Regions from separate parts of the Xenopus tropicalis genome. Here region 2 is linked to region 1. Evidence: chromatin contacts called from public Hi-C data. All regions are on one chromosome and are shown on one strand. Each heading gives the region's core, a stretch centred on a gene start, on an enhancer-like site or on the middle of the called end of the contact. The rest is flanking DNA. Distances are from core to core; before and after follow the strand shown.

The links. Hi-C and Micro-C count contacts between places; a contact is called where the count stands out from the background.
Region 2: a Hi-C map of neurula embryo shows a contact between it and region 1, with 2.1 times the contacts expected there. The contact joins the promoter of mtfp1 here to the promoter of p2rx2 in region 1. A contact is called at or near these places in 2 of 5 Hi-C or Micro-C datasets (neurula embryo and tailbud embryo).

The regions. Positions count from the first base shown.
Region 1 is chr1:144,097,207-144,104,365 of UCB_Xtro_10.0, reverse strand. p2rx2 (P2X purinoceptor 2) reads right to left here and starts at 4,271. Exons shown (of 12, transcript XM_004910637.4): 1 at 3,872-4,271; 2 at 3,118-3,268; 3 at 2,344-2,415; 4 at 2,004-2,079; 5 at 282-378. The coding sequence starts at 4,014.
Region 2 is chr1:144,280,192-144,287,350 of UCB_Xtro_10.0, reverse strand. It overlaps mtfp1 (mitochondrial fission process 1), which reads left to right and starts at 2,459. Exons shown (of 4, transcript NM_001102827.1): 1 at 2,459-2,611; 2 at 5,947-6,074; 3 at 7,142-7,159. The coding sequence starts at 2,542.

The DNA.
Region 1 (7,159 bases), core at 3,022-5,521:
CTTTAGTAGCAATTAAAATGCCTTTATTTCACATATGGCACAGAGTGCCATATGTCAAATAAAGGCAGTTTTTTTGCTACTAAAGGGGAGTGCCTCAATTTCTACAATTTTCAGCTTAAAGATAACAGGTCCCATACCTATATAAATTCTCTTTTCAATTATATTGGGAAACTCAGAATATGGCCCATTAATGACAGGCTTTTTATACCCGACTCTGCATAAAATGACGTGTTTAAAATGTAATATACATTGCCATTACTTAAATGGTCTAGGACACAGACCTGATCGCTGTTTCATCTTCCAAGGGGCACCAAGCATATATCTCACATGTTCTGAGTGATCCACGTCCAGCGATGATACAGCGTCCTGTCTGCTCCCCTGCGACAGACACACAACAGGACAAAGGATAAATGTTTTACTGATAAATATATTTTTATCAACTTTAACTATAAGTGGCAAAATAATTTTCACATTTAGTATTTCTGATTAAAGTATACAAGTAATTATGTACTTACTGTAAGATATACAGATATAGAAAATAAAAATGTAAGATATCACATAGAACTTAACCTAATTAAACAATGTGCTGCAGGCACAAAGCTATTAAACACGTCATCCAAGGCACAGGATTCAAACAAACTGTAAATGCTTACGACTTCCTTATATACATTAACTGGAACATCTTTGCTCATCATACATTAGTGAGGTCACGATCGTAACATAATATTGCTATAATTTTATTACAGCTGCATTGCTAAGGAGACTCGAGTGTCTCTACGCTCAGCAGTGGAATCACATTACCAATGTCTCTACTATATCACCCACTTAATGGATTTAATCATTGCAATGAGAATTCTGTTAATTTCCAGTATTTGTAGCAGTGAATACGTAAAAGAGCTGGTGTGTTGTTTTTAAGTTTGCATGGTTAACGCTATGGTTAATGGTTTCCTGCTAAAACTGACCATAATGGGTGTGAATGTGATAGGGACTTTAGACTGAGAGCTGCACAGGGGCCAGAGACTGGTGTATATGATGTATTATTTCTATATAGTGCTGCAGAATATGTGAGCACTATATAAGAAGGTAAATGATAATTAGCATAACTAACCATAATTATAAGTATGAAGGTACAGCACTGAGGAATTTATTGTACATTTAAAAATACATAGTCATAATAATAACAAAAAAAAACAAACTTGGGAGCCTGTACTACTAGGTAACTTTCTAAGGAAACATTTGTACTGTGAGAACAAAAAAAAGGGAAGGAGAGAGCCAAGAAGACATTCCACTGTGGGTGCAGCCGAGCACTTTTTACAGTGGAAATCTACCATTCCAGGAGTTCCTAATCATAAGCAGGGCAGAAAAAGCATTGGAAAATTATATATGGGGAATAATGGTAAAATGTGCTCTTTTACTTAAGGACATTTCCTATAGAAAATCTGTAGTTCATCCCTGAAAACCAAGCCAAACTTCATTGTACTCCAAACAAATAAACTGCACATATTTGCTAAAATTAGCAATGTTAACAGGAATCCTATCTTTCCTAAATCACTGGTACAAAGACAAAACAACATAAATCGAATTGTCAGTTGTCTCCTGAGCATCTGATTGGCCATCAGGCTTATGGTTACCAAACTTTGTGGCATGTAGCGATTTAGAACTATGCTTTGTATGTGCAAATCTTCATGGCTGACTCTTTGGCTGCTGCAAGCGCAGTACTCAGCCTGCATTTAATTTGTCATATAGGTCCATATCTGTATGTTACAGAAAAAATATTTTTGGCAGGTACATGTTCTTGCAAATACAAAATGGGTAAGTACGGTATGTCTTTCCAATCCACAATCCACAGTGTTTATGGCAATACATAGAAAAAATATTTGACTGAACATAAACTCCACTTAGAATTAGGATCCCTATTCCTTTTATGCCAAGATATCAGATATTGGGTACTTTAGGAAGGGAGTGAGAGGTAATACCTGAACACATATGATATAATAACTCACCATTCCCCAGTATATGCATCTCTCCGCGGTTACAGTCCTCATCAGAGACACACAAAGCATTAGGTACAGTCCTACTCTGAAAGACACCGTTATGGGAGAAACAGAGTTGCTATAAGAGAGATGGCAAGAGTAGTGAGAGAGGAAAATAAAGGGAAAACTGCAGAAAAATAATGGTGGGCAGATATTGAAAAGTTAAATATTTTTGTTGAAGTTACTAAGATAATTATTTAAAAAAAGAAAGGGCAAAGTATTCTTTATATTTATAGAGTCCCTTGTAAAATTAATAATTTCCCTTTTAAATCCCTTCACACATCCCCATATTGCATATCAGACTCCTCACCTCTGGGCAAGTTCCCATGGTCTGTAGCTTGGTGCTCTCTATCCTGGTTATAATAGTGAAAACGCTGCCCCCCTGATCCATAAAGAAGAGTTAATTAGCGATACACCAGTTCATGATTATCAATTTCATTTATTTGTATGTCCCTGGCTATTTGTGCATTCTTTCTTCCCTTACCCACAAGTTCTTGGACATTCTCACAGGCCTTAATCTCAAATCCTAGACTTCTGTTCCTGTTTCATCCTCTCTAAATATTGCACACCATTCTCTTAGCTGACTCACTCCCCACTGAATATACATGCATTCACATCTCCTGCCCTACCCCATTGTCTACCTTTCAGTCAGCATCTTACATATCCCTGGTTTGGTGCAGATATTCTGATCTTCTAATTTGGTGCTACACAGTACTTATTGCCTATACATGCGTAAAGCATGAGTAATAACAATAAAAGAAGGAAAGACATAAAGTTCTGGTGTATAAACTGTTGATCATACAAATGTTCTTTTTTGGGGAATAACTTGTAAATGTGCTAGTGTTATTTATAGTGTATATAGTGTTATACTGTATAGAGGATATGCTAGATATATGAGGCAATGTACAAATATGGGTGTGATTTTGCCTGTTTTTTCTCCTTAATGCAATATTTTGCAATGGATTTAATACCCCCTTCCCTGCTTCTATGCATTCTCTTTCCTTACAGGTCTCATTCATTTCCTAAAAAAACTCATACATTGCCTCTACTCTTCTTCACCTCAACATTAATGTTCTATTCTTACCTCTGGAGGCTTCACATACTCAGCTACATCCCAGATCTTCTTTATTCCTCTGGGGCCTTTGGAGGTAGAGACCCCTTTTACTTTTGTAATGACTGCACTTTCCGGGCCTGTCTCTTGTGCCTGATACCCTTTCTGTACCACAAATACATACCTGCAGAGAGAACAGAAGCAAGGAGGGATAAGAAATGCTTATCTGCTATTAAATGAGTTTGATGTCTGATTTCCTACATGCATTTCCAGTTATAACTTTTAAAAACCTTTTACTTTTTCTTTTAATGTTTTTAAATCTCATTGCTATTTATGTATTTGCTATATATATATATATTAATTAGTAACACATTACTGTGGTATGTAGCTGTTTGTACTAATTCTAAACCAGTAAACTTGAGTGACATGGATACATATATAACAATGTACTACATTCTTTGACTGCCAGCTGATGTTATGTAGTTTTCTCCTCTGCCCTGTTCATGCAATGATATTATAAAGACACCCTCCTACATTAGTAGTAGCCCTCTTAATGCCCTGCTTAGCATTCAGTATTATCCAACATGAACAATCCCCTAAATACTTCACTTTACCCGTTAAATATGTGCCTTGTAACTGTATATATTTCTGTGTGTTGTCTTTCTATAACATGCTCATACCGAGCACCTATAATTTGCCTTTCTTCATACCCTCTTCTGCACCCAGTACTATATTCTGCTTATCCTTTCCACTTATGTTCCTTTTTTGCCACAATCTCTCAACTTACCAGACAAAGTACACAACGATGAGAAGTTGTAAAAGCCTATAGATGGTCCCCAGGCGACGATTCTTTACCACAATTACTTTGGGTGTTTCATACGACCAGAGCTGCCCAATCCAAGACATGGAGCGGGTTCTGCAGCCTGTCATGGGCCACTATCCACAGGTACACACTCCCAAAACTCCTTTTGAAATGTACTCCAACAATATGCTTATTGTACAGGTTTATAATGGGAGAAAATTGTACAGGTTTATAATGGGAGCGAAGACTTGTAGACCACCCAGATTCAGCTGATGTTTATGCATTATCAGCTGGCTCCTCCTTGGGTTGTCTGTAAAGTAATTATAACTGATCTGGAATGGGGAGGGTGATAGCAGAGAGCAGTGTGCTTACAAATAAATGGATAATTGTACATTGCTGCCCCCAAGTGGGCAGGGAGAAGAAGATTAATTTTAGTTTGGGCCTATAAATACTTTTAAATATACTATAATCATGTGTTATAAAAAATTGTACAGACATATTATATTACGTTAAAGGTATATTTTCAATTATGATTAAAGTACCTATAATAAAATTAAAAATAAAATAATTTATGTGCAGCTGTGCATTACTTAACTACATATAGTGAACGACACACCTTCAAGGCATTTTTAACTGTTAGATCCAGAGCCTAGTATCCCCTGCTCTGTCCTCAACTACATCACCCCGTACAGCACCAAACATATCTGTTACAATATGTGGCAAGTGTGGCAAGGTTGGTGGAAAAACACAAATCAGAGCCGCACACGGAAGCTATTCTACACAGGAGACCCTGTAGTTTATTGGCTCTGATTTGTATTATGTTCCAGAGAGTAAAGGGGTGTCCATCCCCTTCATTGCTGTACACTGGACAGGAGTGAAGCACTTAGAAGAACTTAAGATGTGCCTGTATATACAGTATTACTGTGTAAGGTTAGTGGCCCCATGTTTGGCAAGTAGCAAGAAAAATACTAATGTTGACAATATTCAGACTGCAGACAGAGTCAGCAGCTTACTGGTCCTTGTCCGACAGGTGTCCATAGGCTGGCTGTCTCATCCGCAGTTCACTATTGCCGTTTTTTTTTCTTTTTTCGCAAAACTACATCCAAAATTTGCCCTGTGACTTTAATGTATTTGTAGTGAGTAAAGTTGCACATGTAAGAAAAAATTGCTGCATGTAAAAAATTGTAAAATTGTCACCCATTGACTTTTTCATCAAAACTGTACAGATTTGCTCATCACTATAGAACCAAATAGATCTCACTGTCTATGCCCAGCTTAATATTTAAACTAGATTAATTTATGTAAACTTTCTTGATTTTTCTTTACTTTTTTTTTTTGTTTGTTTCTGCTTAAACAAACATTGGTTAAGCATAAGTCCACAGATATGCCAGTAAGATCACCACATAAAATAGATAATAAGCATATCAACTCCAGAAATGCTAATAAGCACTGCAGAAAATGAATAATGAGCAAGTTAACCCCAGGCATGCCATAATGGAATGCACAACAATTTTACATTTTTTTGTAGCCTTCCAAAGAAATGAAACTGTTTTGGTCAGGCAGTGGGCTGTGGGTGTTCAGCCAGGCCCAGCAAGGTATAGAGAACAGTCAACTCGACCCAGCAGGGAGGTGAGTGGTCAGCAGAGACAGGGTTCACTGGGATTTTTTGCAGTATCCAGGTGTGCCAGTCCAATCTAAAACTGCTTATCTTTATTTTAAGAAAAAAAAATGCAGTGACTTGGAGAGAAAACTAATGCAGTGCCACCATTTTTTTACTTTCCCCAGGCATCCCCAGCACAGACTTAGACTCTAACATGCACAGTATAGTTAACATTTTCCATTTTTTCTTTAGCGTACATGCTTGAATGTGTATCTAAAGTGCGACTTCCAGGAAAGGTAAGATGATGCCTTGGTGTTGTGTTTGTTTTTTCCTGGGCTGGTGTCAATATTGTAAACAGGACCTAGTGACAATAACTGCAGGGTAATGGGATTTGCATTGCACCGGGTCCTGCCTTGAGAGGGGAAAAAAGGAAGAGGGCTGCTAAAGGACAAAAATACTTTCAATCAAAGGTAAAAAGCAAGGGGCAAGATACCAACACGATCACACCAACATACTAATGTGTGCTCCCTCAGAGATCACCTGTCAGGAAATAATGCAGCTCTAACTGTAACAGGAAGTAGTGTGGGAATTAAAGACAGAACTCTGCCCATTAATTGACTGATCACCCAACATGTATATGTGTCCTTGGTTTGTGTGCTCTGTGAATCCTATGATCCCAGGAGGCAGCCTTATTGCTTAAAATGGCGATTTTCGATTTAGGAGTACCCAATAGCACATACTACTAGAAAAGTATATTTTTTATGAAAATGGTTTATGTAGATAAAGTAGGGTTTTACATATTAGCTGGTATATGGAATATGTTTTTATAGGGACTTATATTGTTTAGGGGTGTAGATTTCCTTTAATATAGCCATGTAGGCACTGTTTTTAAAACAATTTGCCCACTAGACACCTTCAGGACTAATTTCGTGTGGGCAGCTGTGCCCTCCTGTGTGTTTTGTTTGTTGCGTTATTACAGTACATGTACAGTGGCTTGCAAAAGTACTCTGCCCCTTGAACTTTTCCACATTTTGTCACATTACAGCCACAAACATGAATCAATTTTATTGGAATTCCACGTGAAAGACCAATACAAAGTGGTGTACATGTGAGAAGTGGAACGAAAATCATACATGATTCCAAACATTTTTTTACAAATAAATAACTGCAAAGTGGGGTGTGCATAATTATTCAGCCCCCTGAGTCAATACTTTGTAGAACCACCTTTTGCTGCAATTACAGCTGCCAGGCTTTTAGGGTATGTCTCTACGAGCTTTGCACATCTAGAGACTGAAATCCTTGCCCATTCTTCTTTGCAAAACAGCTCCAGCTCAGTCAGATTAGATGGACAGCGTTTGTGAACAGCAGTTTTCAGATCTTGCCACAGATTCTCGATTGGATTTAGATCTGGACTTTGACTGGGCCATTCTAACACATGGGTATGTTTTGTTTTAAACCATTCCATTGTTGCCCTGGCTTTATGTTTAGGGTCGTTGTCCTGCTGGAAGGTGAACCTCCGCCCCAGTCTCAAGTCTTTTGCAGACTCCAAGAGGTTTTCTTCCAAGATTGCCCTGTATTTGGCTCCATCCATCTTCCCATCAACTCTGACCAGCTTCCCTGTCCCTGCTGAAGAGAAGCCCCCCCAGAGCATGATGCTGCCACCACCATATTTG
Region 2 (7,159 bases), core at 1,210-3,709, 180 kb before region 1:
TCAAAAGTGTGGTTTATTTAGCCTATGTTCACAAAAACAAAGGGCAATGTTTTGGGCCCCTCTGAGGGGGATTAAAAACTCCTCTCCTTCCTCAAGTGATATCATCCCCTGGTTAATGTACATAACAATCTGACATACCTGAGACGTATAGTAGACACATTCTGCAAACTGCACTTAGCAATTTTTCTGAGACACATTATTGTATGCAGAACCTGTGAACCACACTCAGGGTGGCAATGTCAACCATTCAATAACCTTGAAGAAGAAAGAAAATATTTAAACACACATAAACAAATAAAATAAATATCTAAGCATCTGTATAGGATAGCTAACTTACTTATGTAAACATGTATTATGCAAACATGTATTCCCTATTAAGGGCTCTGGCACATGGGGAGATTAGTCGCCCGCGACAAATCTCCCTTGTCACGGGCGACTAATCTCCCCGTGTGCCAGAGCCCTAAGACCTCGAGCCATAATGTATTCAATTTATGGACCCAAAGCATTTCTCTTTACTTTACCTGGAGGAGTCTATCCTCTCCCCATCTTATCCTCTCCCCATCCTCTCAACAGTACCTATCACCTGGAATTTAAGTTGACTGACTGGGGCTCATTAACCAATGTATCACATTGCTGTAATAGTCACAGAGGCAAAACTTTTGCCCTGCGCATAAGCATATTTAACAGTATAGCGCAAACAAGGTTGCTTAAAGTTTCATGCGCTAGTTTTGATGCAAACTGCTGCGCCATACAAACATGCGCATATGATGTCGCAAAACTGCGCATATGACGACGCAAAACTTGTCATAAATTATGTGCATAGATGGCACAAGCTAATGCTCTAATAAATCCATACCAACTACATGCTTCCTAATTTAACAACCTAGGCAGTTGGTGTTTAAATGGAAAAAAGATATGAAAGACTCCATCACATTAATTGGGCAGATATCGATTGGGCAGGTTAAAAGATCAGGGACCGCATCAGCTCGTTGATGCGGTCCCTGAACCGACTGCGCCCATTGCTGCCGTTATAATTCGATCGTTTGGCCTCAGGGTCAATTAGCCTACATTTGCCCGTAGGTTGGGATATCGGGAGAAGATCTGCTCACTTGGTGACCTTGCCAAGCGAGCGGATCTTAACATGTATGGCCACCTTTAGTGTTCTTACAGACCAATTGTTGTTCCCCGTTCGTTTACTTTCTCTAAACTGTTGAATGATTTCATTAGGGTAACCCCTTTGTTTAAAGCGATCAGTCATCTCATCTAGGCTTCATGTGCACATCTTCATCACTTACAATCAGTCTTACCTTGGTGAATTGTGTAAATGGTAATAAGGGTTGAAAACTTGAGTAGTGTAAAGGTGGCCATACACGTTAAGATTTTTCTCTCCCTAACAGCAACATTTTAGTGCAATTCAACAAATCTGTCAAATTATTATAAGGTTAGTGGGCACTGAATGATCGTACATAAAGCGGATTTTCATTCGACATTGGCCAGAAAATCGATTGGGCAGGTATCAGCAACCTGTCCATTGCAAGGCCAACAGAGCTTGCTGGCTATTCAGCCAGATGACTGGAAACACAAAAACAGGTACCAAACATTTTTACAGGGGGGCAGGCAGCAAGGCATTTACTGACAAGCAATTTCAATATATGTTAATTAAAAATGTCTTATTATAAAAGATAACGGGGGCGCCACATTGAATTTGGTCCCATAAGCATCCAGGTACTGCAGTGGTTAGGCTACATCCAGTCAAAATTACTTTTAAAAGTTTATGCTCCACTGACAGGAGTGCTATAACCACTAAGGTCTTGACTCTGTACACGAAAGATGTATCACTGACTTTGAATACAAAGCTTGGACTAAACGCTTAGAACCAGGGCTACTTTAGTGCTGCTTAGGAAGCCTGTCTCACTTTTGCCTGGTAAATAAAAAGAATATTTCCTTGTCTTCGCTCTTTCCCTCTGACACCCTAGTTATATATAATATACATTTGACATTCACAGTCAATACAGTGGGCTGTTTAACCCTGTACCATTAAACTCTACACTAAAAATGTACATGTTCCTATTCTCTCACACACACACAGCGCTTAAAACTGCAAAGCCGCTGGTTTTGTTCACGTGACTTAAAAAAGGTGCTGCTCATTGGCTCTTCCTATTTCGGACCCTGCAGGGAACGTCTACAAACTATCTATGCTTAAGCAGAAGCGCAAACAGCTGAGGGAGCGAGAAGGAAGTTTGGTGCGTGCATGCAATAAAGAAACCTTACAGTGGGCCACTTTAGTACAATTATTCACTGGCACCACAGTATTGTATTAGGCTGCAGCAAATGCCAATATTGCATAATCTACGGGACAGGGGAATGAATGGCGCTGACCATAGACGCGCTGTACCTGGGATTCCCCAACAGCGCCCCCTACAGTTATATCTCTATGGCTAAACCTATGCCTTACTTCGACCTAATTGCTTCCTGCTTTTGCTGACTGTACCCTGCTGGGGGTTATCATTCTGATGCCCTGCGGTGTGTGTTAGAGGAAGCATGGGGCACCAGCAGCCGGGCAAGCCCTCCGAGAAAGACTTGTACAGGGACACATGGGTGCGATACCTGGGTAAGTAACTACATCCAGCGTGGCACTGAGCAGCTGCCCTATCAATCCACAGAAGAGTTAGGTGTTAACCCTTGCTTTACTTCCTGAATGTCTGCCGTCCTGATCAGATCAGAGTGCTACTTTTTTTTCAGTCATGTTTTTTAAATTAAGATCAGAATTAATAAACACACAAACAATACTGAATTCATTTTTCTGTGTATTGTGTGACCTTTGAGGAAGGTCAGCTAAGGTCAAATGAACTGCATGCTTTTGGGATCAGCCACAGATATAATCCTCATTTAGTGAAGGGTGTTTTTTTAAATGAGCGCTTAAGCATGTTGCTATGTCAGTATCTTTGTAATTGCAAGGTGAACAAAATCAGTGAATGCCCAGACATGCCCTGAAAATAGATGCTGATTGTTTGCTTTATTTGTTGGGAGATGTAGCCAATACCAAGTGAAAGACAAGTTACTCAGTACAGACACCTACTGTTGCTGCCAGCTACTAATAAATATACACCCTGTTACTAGAATTTCACACAGTAATGCTTCTCATAGACTCATTTGAAACTATTTCACAAGCCACCATCATGGGCAGTGCAATTCACTAACAGCAGCACATTGAGTTGCATGGTGATTGAAACATCGCTAAGAAAACGCACCCAGAATTATGACCACCTTGGCATTCGTGAGGGCTCAGTAGAACTATTCAAGGTGGGCTTTGTTTGGAAATTCATATCCATATATAAGAATATTGATGCTAAGAATGTCTACATGTTTATAAGCCTGCAATATGATAACAATACATGTAGATTTCTTATCTTAGTACAAATAAGCCTTCACTATGATACACGGTGGTCGGGTTGTTTCCTTTTCCTGTCTGATTGAACGACAACACTGTATTGTCGAGGACAGAGCGGGAAGTGAAAGAGTAAACATAATCTTGCAGCTTATCCTCCTATAAAAATGACACTTGTACTACTGCATTCTGGCTAATGGATCCCACACTTGTGTACTATATGCTTATCTTTGGATTTGTGCTATTTTATTTATGAGCAACTTGCCTTTTGTGTTTCATGTGCCTCTAATGCTTTGCTTTGCTTCCGTGCTAGTGAATACTCCCAATAGAGGCAGCCTATTTATGGTAGGTGCATAACATGCAAACCCAGGATCGTCTTACAAATAAAAGTGGAGAGACAACATGTACTGAACAATGCATTCTTAACTGCAAGCCTTGGAAAATGTGATCTCACATTACTTGTACTGCCCTAAACCCAGTGTACGTTTAGGGCTGCTTTATCAAAATTTGGGTTTGCATTTATTTCGCGATTCCAGTAAAAAATGTAAATATACTTAAAAACTACAAATACCTCAATATCCACATAATTGCACTGTCATACCTGCATTCATGGACTAACCATTTAATGACTGAGTTAGGTAAAATACACTTTTTTGAGATTATTCAGATTTACATTGTGTCATCAGCCCAGATACAGGGAATCGATAAGGTTAGCAGCTTTGAGAGCAGCAGTTAATTGGTTTAAATGGATGCAACAGATAAAGCCTACATCCCAAGGGATGTGTTCTTAACCACTTGTTTACGGATTAGTATTACTGATGTCTTGTGTGTCTTAAGGTTAAATTTGATGAGAATTCAAATATTCTTCTTTACTCTCTGAAAAATAGCCATTACCTCCAGACATTTGAATAGACTAAATGCCATTTTGTCTGCTCTGCCAACGATAGTCCGCTAGCAGCCTGAAACAGAACTAAGCTGGTTGATAAACCAATTTTAAATATAGCTATAGTGGGTCAAGTATCCATGAGGTGCATCTGAGGAGCTTCACGTTTTTGAGTGGAGTTTCACTGAATGTGACCAGTTCTGTTTGCAAAAGTTCCAGTGATTGTACAGTTTCTCATCATATATACCTTTTGTGTTTAATATTTATTTACTTTTGGCTCCAACAGTAGTCACACTCCTGAAAGTTAAAGGTGTTGTGTACCTTTAAGTAAACTTTTAGTATAATATAAAACTGTTTGTAAAGAGAAGCACCAAAGGTCTAAACATATAAAAAAAAGGGCTCCTTGGTGAGGTGGTATATGAACATCGGATGTCTGGGATCAGATCCTTACTTTAAATGCTGAAAGAAGGTTCTGTGCTTCTGGGTGAGGACTGGATTTTTCAAAGATGTCAGGCAGTTTCTTAAAGAGCCTTCGGCACAATCTGCTTTATTGTTTGCTTCTTGACTTGTGCAGGTTCTTAAAGGAAATTGGAAGGCAACATTTGGGTACTTTAACATCCTTGATGATATCTGTGGAGATTAGGGGCACATTTATCAAAGTATGATTACAAAAAATTTGTATTTTTTCTAGTTGATAGAACTTAGAGTATTTTCGACGATAATTTCGCTAACTTACATGACTTTGTCGTGCTTTGTGCAACAAAATCGTATTTGTTGCAACGAGTATGAAAGTTTTGGAATTCCTTCAAGCTTCGGTATTGTGACTTTCCTTGGAGCTGCAGAGTGCTATTGAGTCCTATGGGAGGCTTCCAAAATCATGCACTGAAGATTCAGTCAGAAAGGTTTTCGTGCCATTTATGATCGTTCGGATATGAAAATTTCCTAACTTTCGGATCGTACCACAATATTTTCATACGACCACGATACGAATTTTCGCGCAATTAACGCACATCCGAAATTATTGTTAATACAAATTTTTGCCAATCATACTTAAAAACATCCAAAATTCGGACTTTGATAAATCAGCCCCTTACTCTTAGATCTATGTCTGTGGCAGGAGTCCTGTAGCCACCTTTGCTCCTAAAAAAGCAGAGAGATCGTAGAGAGATATTCTTGTGTCCCTGATCATGTAGCAGGAAACTTAACCTGGGATTCTTTGAGACATTTGTTGTCTGCAACAAGCAGAGATGACACTGGAATACATGGTTTTTCTAAGCCCTAGTTGCAATATTACCTCATGACATGCTGGAATTCCATATGGTATGGCGAAGGTGGTTGCTTTTCCCGGCTAGCAGCTCTCAGGGCTTTGTAGTGTAGGATGCCAACCAATGCCCATTTTGCCCAGCAGCTTGACAAACCTGGCAGAGAATTGCAGTATATATTTCCCTGTGTGAGAGCAGAACTGTGATTGGCATTCTACTGTGTTTATAGTGAAGCTTTATGACATGCCTACTGCCTGCATGATAATAAAAATGCTTTGTGTCATCTATCTCCTACTAAATAATCTGTATGTAAAGAAACACAATGGAAAGCTAAAAAACTTTTGATAGTGTCCTGCAGCTGTTATGTATTGCATAGCAAGCTCAAGTCACTGTAAATGCTTTTTATGTTGCAGGTTACGCTAATGAGGTTGGGGAGGCTTTTCGAGCACTAGTTCCCAAAGCATTGGTTTGGGCCAGCTATGGAGTAGCCACTGCCTATGTCACAGCTGATGCAGCAGATAAGGGCAAAAAAGCAGCAAATGTAAGTATACTGCGACCAAACTTTGTTTTGATGGTCAGATGTTTAGACTTTTCCCTCAGCAGCTAACCCACCTAAGCTTTTCATTTATCTTCTAGTTTGTGAATCTCACCTCTTAAAACAGAACTAAAAACCAAATCACTTGGGGGTTGCCAAATTGTTAGGCACCTGTCCAGGGTACTTTAGTGTGTTTTTACCACCTTGCTCCCAGTTTCCCTGTGCTTAATCTGTCTGTTAGTCTGTAGTGCTAACCTTTTTCAATGAAGGCATAGTGATGGCTGTGTTATTCAGGGGACAAAGCATAGATATCTCAGTTTAAATACTACATATGCATCATCTGAACATATATATACCATTGGAAAAAAAAAATAGCCAGCTACTTGACCCAGTACAAATTAGCAGTTAAAGTAAATGAAGCCATTTCTGCCCCTAGGTAGGGTGATGTACATTTAGTTAGGCTCTTTTTGATTTTAACAAGGTTGCTGATGTATGATAACATTGCCATCATTTCAAGAATATGTAGATCAGCAAATACATCTCCCCCTCAAATCTTACATTGGTGGGCCATGAAGCCAGCTTTCCAGGAGTATCTAGAAACAGACATTCTGTCAATGGTACAGAAGATAAAATAAAACTTAAATATCTTATTCTTGTACTGAATAGCTAATAATTTATTAGTTTATAAATATTAGAAGGAAAGGTTATGGGCTGGTGCAAGGCAGAGCAGCCCTCTATACTACAAATAAAATGGACCGGTGCTTACGCCAAAAGGTTCTGCTAACTAGTGTTCATTTAGCTGTATGGGGCTGCTGGCTTCAGCTCGCTCTGGAACTCTCCCACTGATAATTATAAATAAGGCTTCCTTTGGAGAATAAGATGGTGGTACACCTTACCACAGTGAAAACATATAGCAAAATAAACCCACATTTGTAAAGATCACTTCATTAAAAGCAGAATTTACATCAACATTAAACTGCCATGCATATTTTCCCCTAGCTTATGGCTGCCACTTGTTTGGGAGAACATTAATACAAAACAGTTGAAGAAAAAAAATGTGGCTTTTGTTTTAGTCTTCTAGAGAAAGCCCA